Regions from separate parts of the Zea mays genome. Here region 1 is linked to region 2. A link is a contact called in public Hi-C data. All regions are on one chromosome and are shown on one strand. Each heading gives the region's core, a stretch centred on a gene start, on an enhancer-like site or on the middle of the called end of the contact. The rest is flanking DNA. Distances are from core to core; before and after follow the strand shown. Region 1 has its middle 54 kb from the start of LOC111589511. Region 2 overlaps LOC111589306 (a long non-coding RNA gene).

Evidence for each region. A called contact is a pair of places that touch in the nucleus more often than the background predicts.
Region 1: a contact with region 2 is called in a Hi-C map of tassel, with 2.0 times the contacts expected there. The contact joins two enhancer-like sites. A contact is called at or near these places in 3 of 25 Hi-C or Micro-C datasets (ear, leaf and tassel).

What each region holds. Positions count from the first base shown.
Region 1 is chr5:51,055,517-51,058,727 of Zm-B73-REFERENCE-NAM-5.0, forward strand. No RefSeq gene overlaps it. Among protein-coding and RNA genes, the nearest start is that of LOC111589511, 54 kb to the right of the region's middle. Within about 2 kb of position 1,650, at least 19 of the 20 cell types and tissues checked have an H3K27ac peak or open chromatin away from gene starts, as enhancers often do. A contact at or near this core is called in ear and tassel, where this site is marked.
Region 2 is chr5:50,834,184-50,837,371 of Zm-B73-REFERENCE-NAM-5.0, forward strand. LOC111589306 (a long non-coding RNA gene) reads left to right here. Exons shown (of 3, transcript XR_004849418.1): 2 at 2,950-3,188. Among protein-coding and RNA genes, the nearest start is that of LOC111589306, 4.0 kb to the left of the region's middle. Within about 2 kb of position 1,823, at least 14 of the 20 cell types and tissues checked have an H3K27ac peak or open chromatin away from gene starts, as enhancers often do. A contact at or near this core is called in ear and tassel, where this site is marked.

The sequences.
Region 1 (3,211 bases), core at 400-2,899, 220 kb after region 2:
TTTAAAGTTGGTCAAAATTTTATTAGAAGTTATAAGTATAAGTAGATACCAACCCAATTAAGAGAACAAAATTGATAATAACACCCGCGATGCAATGCATATGACAGATTAGGTTTAGTTCTATAAATTAATCATGCGAGAGTCCTGAGCTGCTCATGATCGCGAGCACGGCTGATATACCAGTTTTACACTCTGCAGAGGTTGTGCCCTTTACCCACAAGTCGTGTATCCCGTCTAGCCAGGGTTAGCTAGACCCTTAGACACTTCCGAGGTGAATGGCTAGGGATCCACTACAAGGCCTTTACAAAGTTCCACTAGCTTCAGAAAACCCGCTACGGTTTCTGACAAAGGCAATATAGGAATCCCTCGTCCGAAAAGCCATCGCAGCATGATCGACCCGAGAACCTCCCTATACGCAGCTCCTCTACCGCCCTTGTCCTTTCGGGTAAGGTAGTCCTCCACTAGCTTTCCTAATTAGTCAGCCAAGGGCATCCCATTCCACCCTTGTGGTAGCACGTATATCTCAAGTTAAGCTCTATGTTTCAATTAACGCAATGATCTTGTCATGAACAATAATTAAAACAACAGTACAACTGGAACATGATCATATTGTAATATTAATCCCAAAACCAGGTAGAGCAATAGCAAAACTATCCAAAAGTTCAGTGGTAAATAAGGTGTGGGATAAACAAGTCTAGGGAAACCTATTAGGTCCCATCTGATTAATGTGTGCATGTCATAGTGATTAACAGGAACATTATTGGGTAAAGAAAAGTGATCAGGGAACAACTTGCCTGAGACTCGAGATTCTAGGTACCAGGATGATCTTCAGATTCTCGTAACCTCGCTGCTAATCGTAGCAATACCAACAAACATGGTGACAAAATTAACATCACGCCAAACATGAGAACAAACAACGTAAGAGTATTCTATGCACTGTCATGAGGTCGTAGGTTCGAGAACCACTAAAATCGGAGTTACGGTTAAGAGGATATGATTTTCGAAAGATTTTAGTGATCCAATGATTAACAACTATATTTTATGCTGATTAAAATAAATCATATGAGAAAAGGTATTAAAGAAATAACTAATTAAATTTTATACTATATTATAACTTGGATAAATTAAGTAACATAAATCTAGTGACCATAGGATAAACAAATACCTTAGTATGTGATATGATACAATTAAGGTTGTTACTGCGTAGGCAATTTTATTACGAAGCTAACATAATAGGAACAGATTGAATCAGAGTTAAAACGCGAAAGTTATCAATTTACTAAGTTTATATATTTATTTTTCTACTAGAAATCATTTTCCATATTTATTATATGATTTACTAAAGTCCTTGGCGAGTGGTTCGATTCTTCACAAGTATAGGGTCTATCGGTGATTACTTTTGTATTAGCGTGGATGACGGGTTAAGTTTAATGAAATCCGAGGGCTCTTTTCAAAAGAATCCACCGCGAAGAGGTATCAGCGTATCGGGGCCGTTGGATCGACGGTCTGTGGTGGAGATTAGATTGGGCCTTCATTAAAGAGGTATGGAATGGCAGCCATCGGATCAAGATCAACGGCTCCCACACACCCTCGAACCGGTATCTGATCTCAGCCACAGGATCTGGAGCAACGGTCCAGATTAGATCTTATGGAATCGTTACCCGGAATCAAATCTTAGTCGTCCGCTAGAAGATCTATGGATCACATCACCCCATCTATTCTTATCCACTGATCACCCGATCGACGGTCACAACCCATCTTCCAGCTCCTGGCCCTAAGCACGGCGGCACACTCGGCCCCCGCGACGGAGCATCACCGGAGCGACACTCAACTCGCGCCCAGGTGCGTAATCCCCGATTTAGCTAAACGCTGCGCGAGGTGGAAAACACGGAGAATTGGTTTAGGGCCTGCTTACCGGGTGCTAGGGTGTCCGTGATGACGCCCACGAGATCTTGCGACACGATGAAGCAGAGGGATCTCCGGTGAGCAATCACCGGCACCCTGGTCTGGATTCGCGCTTGGAATTTCTAGAATACGCTCAAGGTTGTCTAGCCAATCCACCGACCGCTCTGTCCAAAGGTACAGCGCGGCCGAAACACAGGTCGTTGTTGTTGGCGGCCACAAGCGTCGCCCACCCTTCCACACGGCTCGACAAGCCCTGTTTTGGTGAGCAGGGGCGCGGAGGCAGGCAGAGGACTTGGGGAAGGCGACACGATTCTGTTCACGAAAACGTGAACGCGGCGCGGTGGGGAAGGGACATCTGACGGTCAGGTCCCAGCGGTCAGCAACACAACGCCAAGGGATGTGCACACGTAGAGGCCTGACGCGCGGGTCCCAGCTGCCAGTGAGCGGGGGAGTGGGCCACGGAGGGAAAGGTTAATGGGCTGGAATGGTGGGATTAGGCCCAAGTCGGTTTGTTTTCTTTTTCTCACTTTTCTTTTCTATTTCAAATTCCAAATTCAATTATTCCAGCTCAAATTTAAACTCATGTTTTATATTTCATATTTACTAAATATTAAATACCATCCTAATGTGAATATTACCCCCATTATTTGCAGTTATATCATTTATCCTTCTTCCTAATATTTAATTATGGAGAGGGTAATGGTCTTAATTAAAATTCCCCTTTTTTTAATCATTTTCTGTTTTATATTCTCATTTACTATCTAAATTCAAATTTTAAATTATGATTCCTTTGTTTTGATAGAAAACATTTTCAAATGTTCTAAATCTTTATTAAGAAACGATTTAGCTAACATTATCTTATTATGACCAATCACTTTAGAAAGGGGTGAATTCTAAAGTCTAATTATTTATCACGGGTATTTATTTTGATGATTATATTTATTTTTATTATTATTCTTATTCTCTAAAGGATTTCCTTTTCTATTTCTAGTTTCTAATTTCATATTCCCAAATCAAGTTTGTGTTTCAAATTCAAAATAAATTCAAGTTTTTGAGTTTCCAAGATAATGCTCAAGCAAAACTCTAGTATGAATGCAACAATATTTTATTAATTCATTCCTTTGAGTATTGCTAGTATATATTCCATGAAAGAAGAGGAAAAATAATAATAATTCACCCATATGAATAATTGTAAATTTTCTATATTATAGTTAATTTCAAATTCAAATTCTAGTTTTCAAAAGTTTTATGTTCCACATTTGGCTAATAATATTTTTGTGTTGCTAACCATTAACTTTAAGGGGGA
Region 2 (3,188 bases), core at 573-3,072:
TAGCACGCAACCATGTCGTAAACCGCGCGCTTATTGTGGCCCGCTGGAAAAGACACAAGGGACCGGGCCCGGCCCATGGTGTCCGGAGCTCGGCGTGAGCGCGTGACTGATGGACGCGATTTGAGTGAGTGCCGGCCTGTCGTCGGGGCACCACGTCCACATGGCCGGACTGATGACCGACCGTCGTCGTCACCGCTGATGGAGCAGGCGTCCCTCGCGTTTCGCTTCGTTCCAACGTACTACGTTACTCCAGACCCAGGAACAACGGCCGCGGTCTCCTACGTTTCTGCCGGCCGGCCTCACGCGCCAGCCATGCAGGTTCTTCGTTTCTAGTAGCACTAGCTAGTCAAAAGCCCACTGCTGACACGAGACGACACGAGAAGCCGGCCGGCCTTGTTTCACGCGTCCACGCACCGACGATGATGGCCCCCTGCTGACGCGCCGATCCCTAGACGCGCGCGCGCGCGATTATACATGGATCGGCGTGAGCGAGAGAGGCCGGGCTTCTTCGTTCACCGGCCGGCTCCTCCTCCGGATCGACGGAGTCCGGACAGATTATCATCAATCAACACGACAATCCTAGTAGTAGTACAGGTACTAAACACCAAACAGATATCGTGACTGCATGCTGCGAAGAACGCGTATGTTAGTGTAGCTAGCTCGAGCATCACTGCATCAGAATAATAATCTGTTTTCTGATCTGCCTTTTTTTCCCTCGTATTTTCGACAAGATCTGTAGCTAGCTAGCTTAAACTGCTGTTCTCGGCCGCTAGCCGATTTCGGCATAATTATTAATCAATGGCATCGATCCCCAAGTTGGGCCTTGTTGGTTGCGTGGACGTAGCAGTTCCCCTCTGGAGACAGGGAGACCTTTAATTTTGCTGAATTCTGTTTGGGTTGGATCCCGAGGCGAGGATTGCCGTTGAGACCGGCAAGCGCGGCGTCCCCGTGCGGATGCAGATGCACTCGCGTCCCAGTCACAGGGCAGGGCACAGCGTGCCGCCGCCGCCGGCTCCGCCCACGCGCGCGTGGTAGTCACGGCACATAGTACGCGCTTCTGAATTGAAACAGCAGGATGATCGTAAAGCGGCGGGACACTTAACTCACATGCGTTCGCAAGGACGCAGGCAGTGCATGCGGCCCTAGCTGGAAACGCGACGCTCAACCAGACTACAGTGCCTTTGTGCTCTTCATCCATCCAGCCACTATACACACGCTCACACATCTTCTTCTTCGTCCAGCTACTATACGAGTGCGCGCACACCCACGCAGGTACATGGACCGTCCGGCCACACGGATCCATGTATTCAGCGTAGTATGCGTCACAGCTTTTCCTTCTCGTGGCGGTACAGACAGACAGACTACAGACAAGACAATCAAGCTAGCCTGAGGTAGCACACGCATGAAGAGGACAGGATGACATTAGCTATGCGACATGTACTAGGCTAGCCATTTTATTTTATGTGACACGAAAGTAAACTTTAGTCAGTGAACCAAATACATCCCAATATTGTATATAGCCATGAAGCCTGTCCCTTCAATTTGACAATTGCATGTTCTATTTTTTTCCCTTTTTTTGAGAGAGAGTCAATAATATATAGGGTATCTATCTTAAACAGCTGGTCAGCTGCTGTGTGTGTCTGGTACTGGTAGACGGTAGTACTGCTGCTACTTTCTGTCTTGACGGGTCTGGCCGATTGTGTAATTCTGCACGCAGTAAAATATTCTCCCTGCAATTAATTCTGCGCGCGCCCCCAGCACCAGCAGCGAGATCTTCTGGGGGATCCGAGCCTTGATTTCGTAAAGCCTGCGCGCATGACAGAGCGAGGACTAGGAGTACCCTGGTACTACTGTACGTAGGACTGGGTATCCATCGGGCAGCCGTGTCCTAGACTGCCAATATACGCCTGTTGCCTGCTACTCTGGAATTATACGGCCTGACAAAATACCAAGCAGTCGTAGTGTCGTACGCGAATGCATGACAAGGTCATCATCAAGCCCAGCCGGCTATGTGACAGCACTATTTCGAGGTACAAAACCGTAGATACCACTTGCACATAAAAGCTATAGTGGCTGTCCCACACCTATTTGCACTAGCATTTTCAGTGATGTCAGTGCTATGAGACAATGGAAATCGGTATTTTTATTGTTGGTTGTTTTGGAACCAAACCGCCAGTGAAAACATCATATCCACTAGTGGTTGGTCAAGACAACCACCACTACAAATAGAATTCACGGTTTGCTTAATAAAACCACCGGTGGAAATACACTATCTACTGGCGGTTTTCTTTATTTGACTGTCAGTTGAAGTTTTCCCGCTTTTTTATAAATTTTCAAACAAAACTGAATTTACACACACATTATATAAATATATATAGTATATAGTATATGTATTTAGAGTCATGTGCTCTGCTTAACTATAGAAAGCCCCGACCACCCGTCCGGTTGACCAGGCGCACCATCCGGTCCACCCACTATAATGTTTACGCTCATGTACCATCGTATAAAACCAACCGCTCTACATGGCCTTCCGCGATGGCTCAGACTAGGTTTTCAGTGGCGGCGGTTGTGCGACACGAGTGAGTGCGGCGAAGCCAGCTCGACCGCGGCGAACAAGCATCCCCATAGACGAGATCCATGGCGGATCGCCTCCCCGTCATCGTTCCAAAGGTGCCTTCCCTTTGTTTCCCTCATTTTCTTCCCTCCCTAACCTTACCTCCTTTCCCCACACGAACCCTCACCCGCCTCCTCTTCATCCTCAAATCCCAGCTCCTGGACCATGCCTCCTGCCCACCCGCACGCTCTTTCCCTCTAATCCATGTTGTCCTCCGTGATGGGGGCTGCGACTGATAGGGCCATTCGCAGGTAGGCCTTCACGCTGACAAACACTGCGGCGTTCAGGATCCAGCAGCTTCTCAACCTCATGTAGCTGTTTTGTGGGGGCTCCAGCAGGATTTGTGATGCCCTTTGTGACGATTCTGCGTGACTGCCTGCTCCCCCATCCCCTCCGTCGTGGACACCGCCGAGACGCCTGCGAGCCGACTGCACGCTGGAACCCGCGACGAGCCGGCGTTCGAGGAACTGCTGTCGGTGATGTTATATATTACCACATGCTGAGATATTTCTGCAAGTTCTATGAAATGGTAATAAGATATTTCTGCAAATTGTTATATATGTTTTATCTCCAC